Regions from separate parts of the Sus scrofa genome. Here region 1 is linked to region 2. Evidence: chromatin contacts called from public HiChIP or PLAC-seq data. All regions are on one chromosome and are shown on one strand. Each heading gives the region's core, a stretch centred on a gene start, on an enhancer-like site or on the middle of the called end of the contact. The rest is flanking DNA. Distances are from core to core; before and after follow the strand shown.

What was found. HiChIP or PLAC-seq counts read pairs in DNA pulled down with a chosen protein or histone mark.
Region 1: a contact with region 2 is called in an H3K27ac HiChIP or PLAC-seq map of skeletal muscle, with 12 times the contacts expected there. The contact joins the promoter of MECOM here to the enhancer-like site in region 2. A contact is called at or near these places in 13 of 47 Hi-C or Micro-C datasets (alveolar macrophages, embryonic fibroblasts, fetal heart ventricle and 7 more) and 1 of 2 datasets of contacts at active chromatin or transcription factors (skeletal muscle).

What each region holds. Positions count from the first base shown.
Region 1 is chr13:108,331,529-108,338,981 of Sscrofa11.1, reverse strand. It overlaps MECOM (MDS1 and EVI1 complex locus protein EVI1), which reads left to right and starts at 2,848. Exons shown (of 17, transcript XM_021071139.1): 1 at 2,848-3,515. The coding sequence starts at 3,479. It overlaps LOC110256516 (a long non-coding RNA gene), which reads right to left and starts at 3,518. Exons shown (of 4, transcript XR_002338106.1): 1 at 3,454-3,518; 2 at 2,663-2,823; 3 at 2,280-2,343; 4 at 1,063-1,262.
Region 2 is chr13:108,052,471-108,059,898 of Sscrofa11.1, reverse strand. The region is part of intron 1 of MECOM (MDS1 and EVI1 complex locus protein EVI1); the gene reads left to right. Among named protein-coding and RNA genes, the nearest start is that of MECOM, 280 kb to the left of the region's middle. Within about 2 kb of position 4,783, at least 17 of the 83 cell types and tissues checked have an H3K27ac peak or open chromatin away from gene starts, as enhancers often do. A contact at or near this core is called in skeletal muscle, where this site is marked.

The DNA of each region.
Region 1 (7,453 bases), core at 1,599-4,098, 280 kb before region 2:
GAGGAAACGCGAGAGAACGTTGGACTCATGCTAAGGTCTCTTAAGGAAACGAATTTCAGGAGGAGAGGGAAAAGCGGGTGGTACGGGGGCGGGCAGCGAAGGCAACTCCGCCAACTTGTTGGAGGCCTCTTTTCTCTTGGGCCAGCGACAGCTTAGACGGGACTTCAGAGGATGTCGGGAACCCCAGGGGCTGCTGAACAGAGCCACCTGCTTGGGTCTCACCGCTGAGACTTGGGACAGGTGGAACTGACGGGGTCCAGGCACTTGGGAGTAGGGAACCCGCCGGGGTCCGTGCTCTGGGGCCGCGGCGCTGCACGCGGCGAGAGCGGTCCGCTGCGGTTGGGCGTTTGCTCCATCAGGTTAAACACACTTGAACTAGCAAGTTAGCTCCTTTATTAACACTCACTTAGGGCGGAAAGGAAATGATGAAAGAAAGAAAGGAAAGAAAGAAGAAAGAAAAAGGAACCCAGCTTTCGGGTTTGAAAAGAAAGTAATAATTTTGTGAATTCTTTTATTAAACAACAAATAGATTGATGCCTTGTCTTTTCACAGTGCCTTAGCCGGAGGGCACAGAGGAGTTTGTGTTTGTTATTTCAGCTAAAATAGGTTGGATTCGCTCGTGTCCCAAAAGCCTTGGAGAGACCAAGCAAAAGACCCGTTCGTTGAAGCGCCCGGGACTCCAGGGATTTTAAAACTCTGAAGGGGAGGGGGCTTCAGCCGCGCTTCTTCCTCCCCACCCCCTGCCCTTCTAGGAAACTTAAATACCGAGATCTTTAAAGTTGGGGCATCAGCTTTGATTTTCCTTAGTCTTCCATATCCCCACCACCACCATCTCCCCTCGCAGCCCCTGCCCCACCCCCTGGGCCGCCACGTGGTTTATATTTTCTCAGTAGAAACGACCACTGCAGCTTCACGCGTGGGTCTTGTATTGAATCTTAGGTTTGATTCCGTGGTTCCTTCATCTCCTAGAAAATTACTCTGCACTCCTCTTAACCTCCTCTCTGCAGTGGGACCCGGATATAGAACCCCTGGGGATGAGATGAAAGGAATCAAGTAGAAAAGTCTTAGGAAAGTCGGTAACACATTTTATTTATTTTTTAAACTCCCCGGAGTAAGATGAAGTGAAAAGTCCCAGGCAGAGCCTCCTCTTGTCCTGGATGTTCTTCGGTCCTCAGTGGACTCCACCTCCTCTCCTGGGGGGTCAAGAACCTTTAGGTTCCCATAGCTGGGAAGGGCTTGATCCTTGGCGCTGCCCATGTGTCCTTGGAGAAAGTGCCCAGAGATTCCCTTAAACTGATCTAAAGCAGCTCCTATGAACTTCTGGCCAGCCAGTCTAGTGTGTTTCTCCCTATAGATTTCATTCCCTTGGTGAGAGCTCTCAACCGCCATTTCTCTTTTTCCTCTGAGAACATTTACTGGTCAGAGGTATGCCTTCATTTAAACCAAGAGGAGTTAGTGAACTCACAATCACAGACCCTGGGCACATAAATTCAAATTGTTGAAGTGCCTGTGCTGTTGCACCCATCAAATGTATAAGCACACACCACTTGTACACACAGGGCAACAGAAATTGTAGAAGGATTGGGTCCCCCTCCCCCTTTTTCCCTCTTTAGTCCAGAGGTGATGATAGAGTTCTCTGGTGCCCATGTGTACCGGCACCAGAACCCTCTCTTTTAAAGTTGTTTTTACTCCTGCTCTGTGTAATTCCTTCCTTTGCTTTCCTCTGCCACCCCACTTCCCTTCCTCACAATTCAGCATTACACATCTGTCTCCCTTGGGACCTGTAGTTTGGTTCTCCAGGGACCTGTATCTTAGAGCCAAATGCCCCTGGAATTACACAGAGAAAGAGAAGTGGTGGGCATCCTTGCCAAGGTGAATCTTTTGAACTTTAATTTCCTGTAATAAAGATATTTGTGAGCCACTACTCTTTGGAATTGAACCTTGCTATTTGCTCACTCACATCCCCAGTCCTAGTTTTGACAATAAATGACAACAGGTTACAACTGGGGATTCTCAGTTATCTTCCTTATTCTTCTCTGCCTTTGCCAAATTCATGCCCAGGACCTGCTATTCTTTTCTCTCCTTTAACTTGAACATCAAGGATGTACTGTTGCAGCACAGAGACAAAAAGATTGTAATTTTCTTTTATGGTGTTTGGCAGGATTTGCAACAGATATTAATGGGGACATAAATAGCTCACAGAGGGTATTGAACAAAACTGTTTAATGCAAGGAGGTTGTACCAAGAGAAAATCCATAGTAGTTGGGATTGATTCATACCTTGAACACAGCTAGTTCCTTTTAAGAGGTCCCCATTTCTGCATGCCCACTTCATTGGTAAATCCTGTAATTAAAGCAAATTTCAACAATGTATTTTTTAAGAGGTAGGGGGAAATCCCTCCCACACCTCCTTCCTATAACCCGGGAGGTCGTGGGTTTAAGCGAGTGAGTGAAATGGCAGGCAGGCTGAACTGCTGCAGGAGGCTACTCCGCAGCGGTATGGGAGGCCGGAAGGTGACAGCCGACCTCAGAGAAGACAGGAGGTCTTGGTTGTCAAACGCCCAAGCCGTCTCGGACCTGGGAGCCAAAGGTCATTATCACTACTTGGTAGGAAAAGACCAACTGATATGTCCCAAGGATGGCAGAAAGAATTGGCATTATACCTAAAATCAAGAAAGAAACAGTTATTTATTCAGCTTTCAACTCTGAAAGCAGAAGCCGAAATAGCTTCAGCAGCAGTAGCAGCGGCAGCAGATTCCCGATGTTCAGGATGATTCTCACTTTCTCCTGGATCGTTCGCCCGAGGAGTCCGGTCCTTCTAGTTCTTTAGTGTGGGAAAGATTTTTAAAAGCCCTCTCCCCTCCCCCCACTTCTTGCTTTCCCCCAAGGACAGAATAGAAAATTTCCTTCAATTTATGGTGGGAAAAAATAATAGTAATGGTACAGGCTTATGGGTGATTCCAATACGAAATCAATCCTCTGCCCGAGTCTTCGCGTTCCTTTTTGGGGGAGGGGGGGGCTAGATGTCTGCTCCCTTCTGACTCCCTGAGCTCGCTCCCCGCCCCCCGTCGCCCTCCCCGTGGCTCCCTTTCTCCGCCTCCTCAGCGATTGCCATCTGACAAGATCTCCAAATCAAAGTGATAAATCGCTCCAAACTTTTTTTGGCGGCGCTGAGATGTTGGAGGGGCGTCTAGCGCGCATGTGCGAAGGTGTCCAAACTGACAATGCTGGAGAGATAGCGAGTGTGGATTGAGAGAAAGGGAGAGAGGGAGGGAGAGAGAGTGAAAGAGGGGAAGACAGAGAGTGAGTGTGTAAGTGTGTGTGTGTGTGTGTGTGCGTGTGTGTGTGTGTGAGAGAGAGAGAGAGAGAGAGAGAGAGAGAGAGAGACGAGAGGGAGGGAGCGAGAGAGCAAAAGAAGGAAAAGATCCAAGAAAAAAAAACCCCAACCACACACCAGCGGCTGCAGGACTGGGCACAGCATGAGATCCAAAGGCAGGGCAAGGAAACTGGCCACAAGTAGGTGCAATATCCCTTTTCTATTGGCTTTCCCCCTCTCTGCCATCTTGCATATCTGTCTCCAGCGCTCCGGGAGGGAGCGCGGGGCTTCCTCTCGTGTCGGGGCCCCGGGTGGAGGGCAGGCGCAGCGCAGACCCTGCAACCTGCCGGTCCCAGCCTCCACGCCCGGCCGCCCGCGCTCTGGCTCCTTGTTTGGGCGCCAGAGGAGCCGGGGCAGCCCTCAAGCCCGCAGCACTGACCAGCTGTGGCAACCCCGGGGTGGGGGTGGGGGTGGGGGCAGCAAAGACCTTGTGGGAGGGAGGAGAGAGCGCAAGAGCGAGCGGGAAGGGGTGGGGTGGGGGTGGGGGAGAGGAGATGCAAGAGTCTCCCCCTCCCCTCCTCTTCCCCCCAGGCGGAGGAGAGTTGCCTCTGGCCAACCAGCTAGTCCCGGGTGTGGGAGGGGGAGCAGCGGGGTGGGGGGGGGGCGGCGCGGGCTGGGGACTGGAGCCTTTTCGCGCCTCGGTTTGTGTTCGGGGTCTGGGGTGGGTGGCAGGCTCGGAGGGAGCCACAGTGGCGGCGGCGGCGGCGGCGGCGGGCAGCAGTGGTGGAGTTGGGAAAAGTTGCGAGGCGGCCGCTGGAAGTTGCGCGGGCTGGCGGGCTGCGCCGAGCGGCGGTTGCGGTAGTGGGCGCTGTGCGCTCGGCCGTGCTCTCTGGCGTGCGCGGCGCGGCGGGAGGGCTGGGGTGGGGAGTGGGGGAGACGAGGGTGGAGGCTGTAGTCGCTGTGTGTGTGTGTGTGTGTGTGTGTGTGTGTGTGTGTGTGTGTTTTGGGGGGGGGCGCGGGCAGAGCAGAGCTACCGGCTCTGCAAAGCCGCGGGCAGGTGGGGAGAGAAGAGGCCCTGGGAGCGCCTGCTGAACGGGGAGTAGAGGGCGCGTAGCCAGAGGCGACGGCGGCCGAGGAGAAGGGGGCCGAAACGGCGCGCTTCGGCCCTATAGTTTCAGGCTGGCTGGGCGCCGAGTGACCCGCAGGGGGCGGGCTGCGGGCTCCCTGGGCAGCCGAGAGGGTACGGCGAAGCCTGCTGACCTGCTTCTGGTTGCAGCCAGGGTCTCGAGTCACTAACCCTCCCCGGCGCCCCCTGCCTGCCGGCGTGGAGCGGCCTAGGTCACGCGGGACGAGGGCGATTGAGTTCGGGGCGGGGGTGGCGGGACTCCCATCCCCCACTTTGCTCGCTTCAATGTTGGGTAACTTCGCACTGCGATGTCCGCGGGGCCGGTACTGACGGGGAAGGCAAGAGTCTCAGCCTGGACTGTAGGCGACGGGACTGGGTTTGTCCAAATGCATCTACCTCGAATCTAAGGGTACTCAGAGGTGCCGAGACCCGGGGCAATCCTGAGCAGTCGGAAGCTCTCCTCCGCAAGGTGTCAGCATGCGGGCCTGGAGCAGCCTCAGAAAGGGACCGGCTGCCGTTTGTTCTCCTCGCAGAAAACAGAACTCTCTAATTGTTTTGCTTTTGGACCAGAGAAAGGAGAGATGGGGTGGGTGGGATGCTTCTTCCCAGTGAACTCCCCAGTCTTCCGCACTCCTACATATTAAAACCAAGTATGCCTCACTCCTTCCAGCCTCTGGTGTCTCCGCCGCAGCCGCGCGGGAGGACAGCGGCACCTTGGCGGGCTTGGTTTCTTTGGCGGTGAGACTCCGAGGTCTAGCCCTGTGAGATGCTGTCATCGTAAGGCGTCTTTCCAGTGCTTCGCCCAGTCCTCACCCAAGCACTCCCTCACTCCCAAGTACTTTTCCTTTCACTCTGGCCTCAAGGATCAACCTGTATATAGTGCTCTTGGGTCATCAGTCCATTTATTTCTCTTTTGGATATTGTTCATTTCGCTTAGCTGAGACAGTGCCAAAGTGCGCCAGTGGTACTCCTGTTTTTCCTGTTTGCTTTTAAATGAGGCCGATGTCTTTATTTTCATTTGAGGAAGAATACATGTACATACGCTTGGAAGTCTGGGGGCTTCAATTCCAACTGACGATTAGGCGCGCGCGCGCGTGCGTGTGTGTGTGTGTGTGTGTGTTTGGGGGGTGGGGCGGGGGTCGGAGAGACAATTTCAAACTCTGCCTAAGTTGTGAAATGAAAGCCGAACGCTTTGCGCGCCTCATTGCCTGGTATCCGCTGAAGTGAAAGCAGAACACAAAACCCTTGGAATTTTCTTGAGCAACTTTCCCCAACTATTTTAATTGCTAAATTGTACGCTGTCGTATATTAAAATATTCCCGCACGCACAAAACACTCAATGTCCAGAAACCGAGCCTGGTTTCCGATCTGATGATAGTTCTTGTCATTCATCCAGTGGGAGACCCATTTATTTTGTCTCTAAGGATGCCACTGCGGCTTTGTGATAACTAGATACAAACTCTTACAAACTTTTCTTGCTAAGCCTCAGGTTCCCGCTCGCGCTGGTTCAGTTGTTGCCACCGCGGTAGCCTTTCTTAGGACCGCTGCTTTGTGCACTTCTTCAGTTACAATCTGGGTAATAAAGGAAATCATATTAAAACTCAGGATTTTTGTATTTTTAAAGCGCTATTTCCTCCCCCCGCCCCCTCCGCGTAGTGCGTGTTTCCTAGAGCAGGGCGGAGATAGTCCTTGACCCCTGCTGCGCAATCCGACGAAAACTTCGAGGCTGTGTCTGCACCGGTTTCTTTCTTTTTCTGGGTCAGGAAGAGGCAGTGTGACCAGCATAATTTAAAAAACAAGCCTACCTTTCCCGTTGCAAAAGTAAACATTGCAATGGAATCAAATAACTTAGAAACAGTTGTTTTTACCATTGATTGTTATTCTTTGTGTATCTTGTAAATTTCTTTGGTGGCCAAGTCCTGTCACGATCTTGGCTATGGTACAGGATTCCATGGACCCAAACCAGGGACTATAGCCCCTGAAAGTACCCGCTGAAGCTAAACTCAGAATGAATTCACAGCCTACTCCTCAACTTATAGGGCTTGTTATTTTATATAATAGTTAAACCCGATAAATTCGTTGCACATCATTTGGGAGGAATAAGTCATTTCATTTAAAAAAATAAAGAAGGGAAAACCAAGAAGATTGACATTTGTACTGTCTAAAGCCGTTGGCTTTTATTCTCACCTTTAAGAAAAGAAAACTAAAAGCCAAGCAGGCTCTGGCAGCGCCGTGAGGCGTCCCAGCCGTTTTCTTGGGCGGCTAGGATAGCACCTGGGCCGTGCCAGAAATGCCAATTGCAACTGTTTTTTTTTTTCCTGGTGATGGGGAAAAGTGAAGCTGGGTCTGCCCACCGAAACACCGAAGGAACACCCCCCCCCCCACTTCCCTAAAGTGACACCCGGCAGGGTTTCAATCACGGCAATGAAGACAGGGTTTCAATCACAGCAATGAAGGAGTTGCAACGAATAACCCCCCTTAGCTACCGGGCCCCGCAGAAGTCTCGTAAAGACCCAGAAGGCGATACGATTAGCAAGACCCCTTCAAGGGAGGCACTTGTTACTTGTACACTTGATCTCTGTTTAAAAAGAGGCCCTGAAGTAGGTAAGGTAGATGACGACCATTCCTAAACTCCTCACCTTCGCGGCCCAATACCTAAGATAGCAAGGAAACCGCAAGCCCAGGCTTCAGCCTCCGCTGCCCGTGTGCCCATCTACTTGCGTTTTCTTTCATCCTTAATAAAAATCAAACAAACACAACACCCCAGATTTAAACACAGAGCTTTGTTTAAAGCACGTATTTTATTTGTTTATTTCAGATTGCTTTTGAGGAGGAGAAAAAAACAAACAAAACAAAACAAAAAAACAAAAAAAGCCCAAAAAACTCTTGCCGGGCAGAGGCAGAGGCCCTTTTTAGGAAGGCGGTTTATTTGCCATTACTTGACCATTACCCTGGCTTAGGGCTTCTTTATTGCATTTGGCACTTGGAGCGCAGTCTTCCTGCTGTATTTCG
Region 2 (7,428 bases), core at 3,534-6,033:
GTGAAGAGTTTGGTGACACTCAGAAAGAAATGTGAATGCCAACTGCCTTTCCACCAAGAATTGAAATGAGATTTATCCATGTTTTTTTTCCATTCTTTAAATTGAGGTATAATTGACATATAACATTATGTCAGTTTCAGTTAATTTGCTGTTTGCATATTTGCATATTGCAAAATGATTACCACAATAAGTTTAGTTAACATTTTCACCATACATAGTTACATATTTTTTGTGTGTGATGAGAAATTTTGAGATTTCCTCTCAGCAACTTTCAGATATGCAGACAGTATTGTTAATTGTGGTCATCATGATGTACATTACAGTGTCATGACATTTATTTTATAGCTGGAAGTTTGTAACTCTTGACCCCCTTCACCCATTTCACCTACTTCTGGAAGACTGCCATGGCCAATTGCAGTTACTTATATTCAACTCTTAACAGTCATCATTTTTCTTAACCTCCTCTTAGATCTTATTTTATTTCATTGTCATATACCGGTTGCCATCTCTGTCTTCACTACTTAAGCTTCCTGAGGGCAGAAATTTGATCTTACTCAAGTCCATACCTAGCCATAGCAATGTGCACAGTTCCCAGTACTACATGGTGCCAAATCAGTGTTTTGAAGTGGGGAAATGAGTAAGTCTGCAAAGTCGCATATTGGGCAAAGACTACCGCCCCAACACTTCAGTTGTCTAATTCCTCTTTTAATGCTTGGAAAGAACTTAAAGCTAGGCACTTTGGTAGTCTATCTATCCACCAAATTTCAATTGGAGTGTGCAACTGAAGCAGGCACACAAAACTGGAAAAGTCTGGGACATCTGTTTAATCCTTCACTTTCATCATAAGGAGCCCACCAAAGATTTTGAAAGTCAAATGTATATTTATTCCACAGAGGAAACTTTATCAACCAGTGCAAAAGTTTACTGGCACTAGCTGGTGATATAATGGGTAGTTTAAATCCTGCTAACTGCAAATAATTTTTCAACGGTGTTTATGATTGTGGTAGAGTTTAGTGAGGCAGAAGTACAGATAACATAAATATTTCGACAAAAGCCGATTGTACTGGAGCCATAAATAAATTAGACCCAGTTTGTAAATAAATTTAATTTTTGCCAGCAAACATTTATAATCCTCTCTTGCTGCAAACGATAGTAATTTATATAGAAGAGGTCCTGAATGCCTTTCTTTAAAAGTCACTTCTCATTAGGAGGCAGCGCCTGGGGCCCGTCAAGTGTCTTAGACTGTGTGACTCAATTAGACATGAAGGATACTGTACAGACCACCTAATGCTACTAGTTATTGTACATGTTGATAATGACAATTTCCAGAGACCATACATAGTTTGGTAGTCTATGAAGTTGTCATATTATAGCATTCCCTTAAATACCTAGCTTGTGTTACCACTTAGCAATGTTGAAATTACCCCCTCTCAGATCATAAGTGCTATTTAGTGTATGTATACACATATGCATGGCACATCTGTTCATATTTTTTGGAAAACATTTTTTTATCAAAGTGTATAATGTTTTCTCAAATTAAAAAAACCCTTCCTTTATGTTTTTCAATGACATTCCATCCCTCCCCATGGTTTTGAATGATTTTACGTTTAATATGATGTAGTGTTGGGAAACTCAATATGGGGGCCTTCAGAGCTGGAAATGGGGGCAGAAAATTGCATTCCTTGGAACCATCTAAACTTATTTTACACTGAAGATACTATATTTGCAATGGGTCCAGAGTCCAGGCTGAAATCAGTCAAATCAAAGAAATTTCCCCACAGAATCACTTTAAGATCAGAAGTCATTGTTGTCTTTGTTACCAAGCTTTGTGAGAACAAGAACCAGTGTTCATTTTCAAATAAAACCTAATTTTGAGACTAACAACATTTCATTGTTCTGGCCACTCTCTGTTCCTTATCAAACTAAGAGTGTGGTTAGGTTAGTGTTCTCTTGCTTGTTCACATTCCTTTTTATCAGCAAGTCATTGCTACAACTCCCTCTTCTGCCAGATATGCATAATTATTTTCTTTTCTTTAAGTAGGACTCCTGGCTATAAGAAAGTTCTTCTGTTTTGTAGCAGTAGAGAAGGGTCTGCATCAAGTCAGCCATGAGAATGAATTAGATCTTACATTTACACTGTTTATTCCACTCTCCTGTGTACCTATCTTTGTTTATTATGTGGGAGAAAGTGGAGGACAATCTCATTTACTTTTTGATCTTCATCTTTGGGGGGGTTGTTCTGAATATTTTTATCCAGTTTATATTATAATTCAGTTTCCTTGCTATAAAACACACTTTCCCCCTCCTTGCTTTAACTTGTAGCTCCTGAGTTTTGCTCTCTGCTTTGGAGGCAAAAGGATCTCTGGCAAAAGTCACCAAGCCACACTTAGGTCATTATAATAAACAAGTTGGGGCTTTCATTTCACATGCAGAGCTGAATGAAGCAGAGCTGTGGTCCAAGGGATCCCAGTTGCTCCTTCATTAGCAATGGCACATTAATGCACTCTCATGTTCCCCTCTCCACCTTTAAGACTTTTTTTTTTTTTTTTAAGGCAGCAAATCAGGTCACTCTTTAGCATGCGAAGGGCTGCAGCTTTCCTCTGAAACCACCATCAACAACATAAACAAATTAGAGGTAGTAAACCACACGTTCTGCCCACACGTAAACCACAGTCCTCACCAGAGGGCAGTCTACTTAATGTGAGAATAACAGCCCAGTTTTATAAGCCTCTACTGGGAATAAATTCCAGTTTCACTGGTTAAAACAAAGTTAGGCAGCTCAGAGTACAGCCTCTCCTAGCTTACGTTGGGAGAGACCAAACCAATTTTCAAAGTGCCTTTCCAGGAAATATATTTTATAAGCTTCTGGTACACCAAGCTTTGACCATCCATTGGTGTTCCTTATGTAGAACTGAGATTGCTTGAGTGGCACAGACCTGGAGCTGAACTTGTCCCATGTGTTTGTTTTATGGACAGGGAAACAGAGATCCCCAAAAGCTGTGACTCTCAAGCTCTAGCTCTCAAGGTTACTCTGGGCAGTGGAGACATATTGCTGAATCCAGACCTCCATGTCAGGGTAGTGCCACTCCTGCTTTTCCTGAGTGCAAATGGCATAGTTTACAGTCCCCCAACTTGACCCATATGGGAGTTATAAAATATTCCCTATACCTTCCTGATGCTGATATGCTTCCTTTCCTGACAATGGTTAGTCCTCAACTAATGTGTCCAGCCCTAAACTAATGTGTTCCGTCATCAGTAAATTCCTGCCTGTGATAGTCTTTTCTTAAATACCTGTTTAAACAGTAATTTAGATAAGAGTGTCCCATTTGTGTGCAACAGGAAATGCCTGCCTTCTTTTAGATACGCTGGCAAATAATTACTGTAGATATGGCTTGAATACTGAAAGGCTGTACTCTGGTCATTTCAGACTGCCTGAGGAGTAACCACCCAGTCTGCTGCGACCTAATTTCAGGGCATTTCTATTTTACTCTAAATGAAAATGAAGGAAAATCACTTTGGGGATATAAAAAGCTTATGAGAAAAGCCATCAGGTCAAAGGTTGCCAAAAGTCTCTTGAAAATTTGTCTTGCTAAAAGAGTCGAGGCACATAGTTATAATGTAAAAGAAACAGTATCTGATATGTGATAAGTCTGTTCTTAGCTGGTCATTCCAGTGGGTATTGGCGATCGCGTCTCCCTTAACAACAGAATAAGCCAAACATTAACCAGGTCATGTTTTTCCTTGGACTAGTACTCACGGAGCTTTAATGTCTTTATTTTAGCTGTTATAGATCTGTAAGTAGATACCAAAGGGCTTTACTGGTACCTCAACTATGAATTTTCTGGCAGTTTCTTTCCATAACCCCTTTTAAAAAGCTTAGTTCCATCTCTGAAGAGGAACTTTTGGAAATGGCCAAACCCATTTCATAAGAGTTTAGAAGCTACCAGTGTAATTCACAAACCATACTTGTTTAGTGAAAGGTCTGTGAAATTCCTAGGAGAGTAAAGAAACTCTTAACCAGACTTAAAAGTCCCAGAACAAGCAAGAGGTATGCCACCATCCTACAAGAAAGATAAATGTTTTCTCACTGATTTGGTCTTTTACTTCCAGCTCATGTGGTATTTTTTGCCATCTTCTTCACTTGCCTCCCAACACTTCCACACTTTTAGGTCTTTTTGACAGTCCATAAATAAAGTATTTTTAGGAAACACTGGGGGGGAAAGTTCCATAAGGAAGAAATGGAATGCTCTGGTACAAGGAAGTAGCAAATACTAGAGGTGCAAGGAAGCTTAGTAGGCCATTAAAAAAATTCCATGTACCAAGACCTGTTGATAGATTATTTCACAAAAATAATGGTCTCTAGAGACATGCATTCTACAAAAGCAGTCCAGTGTCAACAGATTCTATGGTGGTCTATTTTCTTCTCATCCCTACCCAGAGGCAGCACTTTCTGAAGACCATATCCATCAGCAGCTTCCATTCTGTTAGATGCCTCTATTTTCTCAGCCTGTACCTGTGGACCCTGACTACTGTCCTTTGAAGCTATTTTAAGTCAATTTTCTGGAAATTCATTTTCCTTACGTTTACTAGCTTCCTTTCTTCCTTTCGTTGGGATCTGAAATTTCACTGTCTTGGGGCCATTCTCACAGAATATTCTACTGGCCCGTTCTTCGCAGCCGCCTTCTTTGTTCTTTTTGTGCATCTGGCCTTACTCGGGCTCCACCCTTTCCCCCAGCCTGGCGCGCCTGGATTGGCTGTGCTGCTGGTACAGAAGAGCTGGCTGGAGAGGTCCTCGCTTTCTGGCAAGCAGGCGAGCGGTCACCGCTCTGGAATTGTCCTAACAAGGGAAGAAGAGCATGTCCGGTTTGAATTTTGGAAGGAAATTGATGTGTGTCTCCCCCCCCACCGCCCCCGTTAGCAGGCATCGACTCACAGACTCATGTTCCTGCGCTCATGTCCTACCAGGAGGTCCCTGGTGGGGCTGAGGTTTGGCAGCACCTCCCCTGCTCGCGGAGCTGGGCACGCATCCCCGCTCTCAGCCACGTGTAATCCTTCCTGTCTGCTCGCAAGTTGGGCACAAAGTACCCGCGCTTGGGCCCACCCTCTTCTTTAGTAGCAATTAACCTTTACTACAGTGTTTCCTTTGAAGTTTGCTCATGTTTTTATTACAAAACTGCAATGAGGAACATAATGGGGGGAAATGTCTAAATTTCTGAGTTACCTAATCTGTTCAATTCCCTTGCTGGTCTCCTCCTGGCAGTTGTTTCATGTAGTTATGATCTCAACCGGTCTGCCTGAGATTTCAAACCATGTTTCTGTCTCAGCCTATTTTTAAGATTAGTAAGCTATTACACACACACACGCACACACACTTCAAATGCACACGGATGTGTCTATTATATGCGTCTGTGTGTACAGCTGAGTATATAGAACGGATTTCTTTAATGTCTATGGAAATTTGTCTTAGAGTCAAACTGTGTATGTATGCTTTTAATGTTAACATTAAACTCTAGTTGCTAAATATTTTCTATCAATGAACTCATGTGAAGAAGAGTAGAGAGAAAAATTATTTCTGTTAGTATCACTAATGATAATGCTGAGTGATAAGTATTATGACCGGTACTGAATGCCATTAGTGGTGAAACTCAGAATTTTGAATGGCATCTGCCCAGAAGATTTGCAGTTAAACTAGGCAGAGAGGCCAAGTGAAACAAATGGTGAGTTATATAAAACCCACAAAAAGAGAAGGCATTTTAGGCCAGCCTTGCAAATAAGAACCAAAGAATTATGAGTGAAATGGCATTTTTTTTTCTAGCCTGCCGTTCACAGGAGCTCAAATAAATGAAATCATTTTTCTCTGCTTTTCACTCAGCAGTAAATCATTGGTAATCCAAGGTTGGTAGAAAAGCAACTATGAAACTCAAAGAAAATACAAAAGAATCTTTTTTTATTTTTTTTCCTCTTTAGGATGGGTAAGGACTCTAAGAAAAATGTAAAAATCACAAAGGAAAAATAGACTTGATTCCATACAAGTTAAAAATTTTATAGGACAAAAACCCCATTAAGAAACCAAATGATAAATGTTCTACTGGGGTGAGTAGCAAAAAACTGTATCAAAGGGCTCATGTCTTTATGATTAATAAGATAGACCAATAAAAGCCCAATTAAAATTGGACAAAAACAATGAATAATTTGCAAAAGAGAAGGAGGAATGACAAATAAAAATATTTAGTCCAAGTAGTCACTGTGTGAATTAAAGCAACAATAAATATGCAGTCTTTTCCACTGTATTACTAAATTAAAACACATAATAATAAATGCCAGTCTGGTTGCTAGGATTATAAATTGGTATATAGCACTGAGAAGCAATCTGTCAATACTCACAAAGCTTTCTTACAAGAATCTAACCTAAGGAAATTAAATGAATGAACATAAATATTTATATGAAAGAATGTTCATTCAGTGGTATTTATGGTATCAGAAAATTAGAAGCAACAAATAAATACTATTTACGTTTCGTGGATTTACATTATGGAATATTATGCAGCAATTGAATATTGTTTAGTATTTTTAAAACATAAGGAAATGTTCTTGAAGTGAAAAAAAAAAATCACACCACTCACATAGTAGGGCCACAATTTTGAAACAACAACAACAACTTTGAAATATATCTTTAAAGAAAAAAAAAAAAAGCAAATTGCCTAAGAGTTAAAGGGAGGATTGACTTTAAACACCTGTATTCTAGTTTCAGCTGATTTTGGATATACTGGTTAGCATCCTTGAGTATCAGGTTACACATCTGCAAAATGGAAGGTTATTTTTTTCACCATAGTTTTCTCACTGGATTGTGAGAAAATATAGATACATCTGTGGAAGTTATTATTATCAGTATCATTTCTGCAATTTCCTCTTTGCAGATTCTGATATGTTTTCAAAATACATCTCACCTCAAGTGGAAACCGTTTGTTAGTTATTCAGAGTCATAGAAAATAAATATAAACTGTGTGGCCTTTTGCTTGGTCTCTGGGTATATTGCACTGAAGAGGCTGGTTTCCAAGAGCATTTCCCAAGTCATTTGCCTCAAATCCAACAATAAGCCTGCCTTTCTGTCCTCATTCAGTTAATGACACACCTAAAGGATACATGAAGCAAATTCCAGTAGCAGGCAGTTCAGCTCCCAGAAGTTACAAGGGTTATTTATCTTTATGGGAGCACTGATATACTTCTTACCTGATACTTACCTATTGTAAACGTGCCCCATCTGTCAATATGATATCTGAGCAATGGTTTAATTAACTATAGTTATAACTCAGGAAAAAGATCTACCAATTTCCTCCCAATAACAGAGATTTAATGGAGATGTGATAATTGAGGTAGTTTGTCATTTAGATGAAATGTTTTAGTGGCTTTTTGAATAGTTCTTGAGTA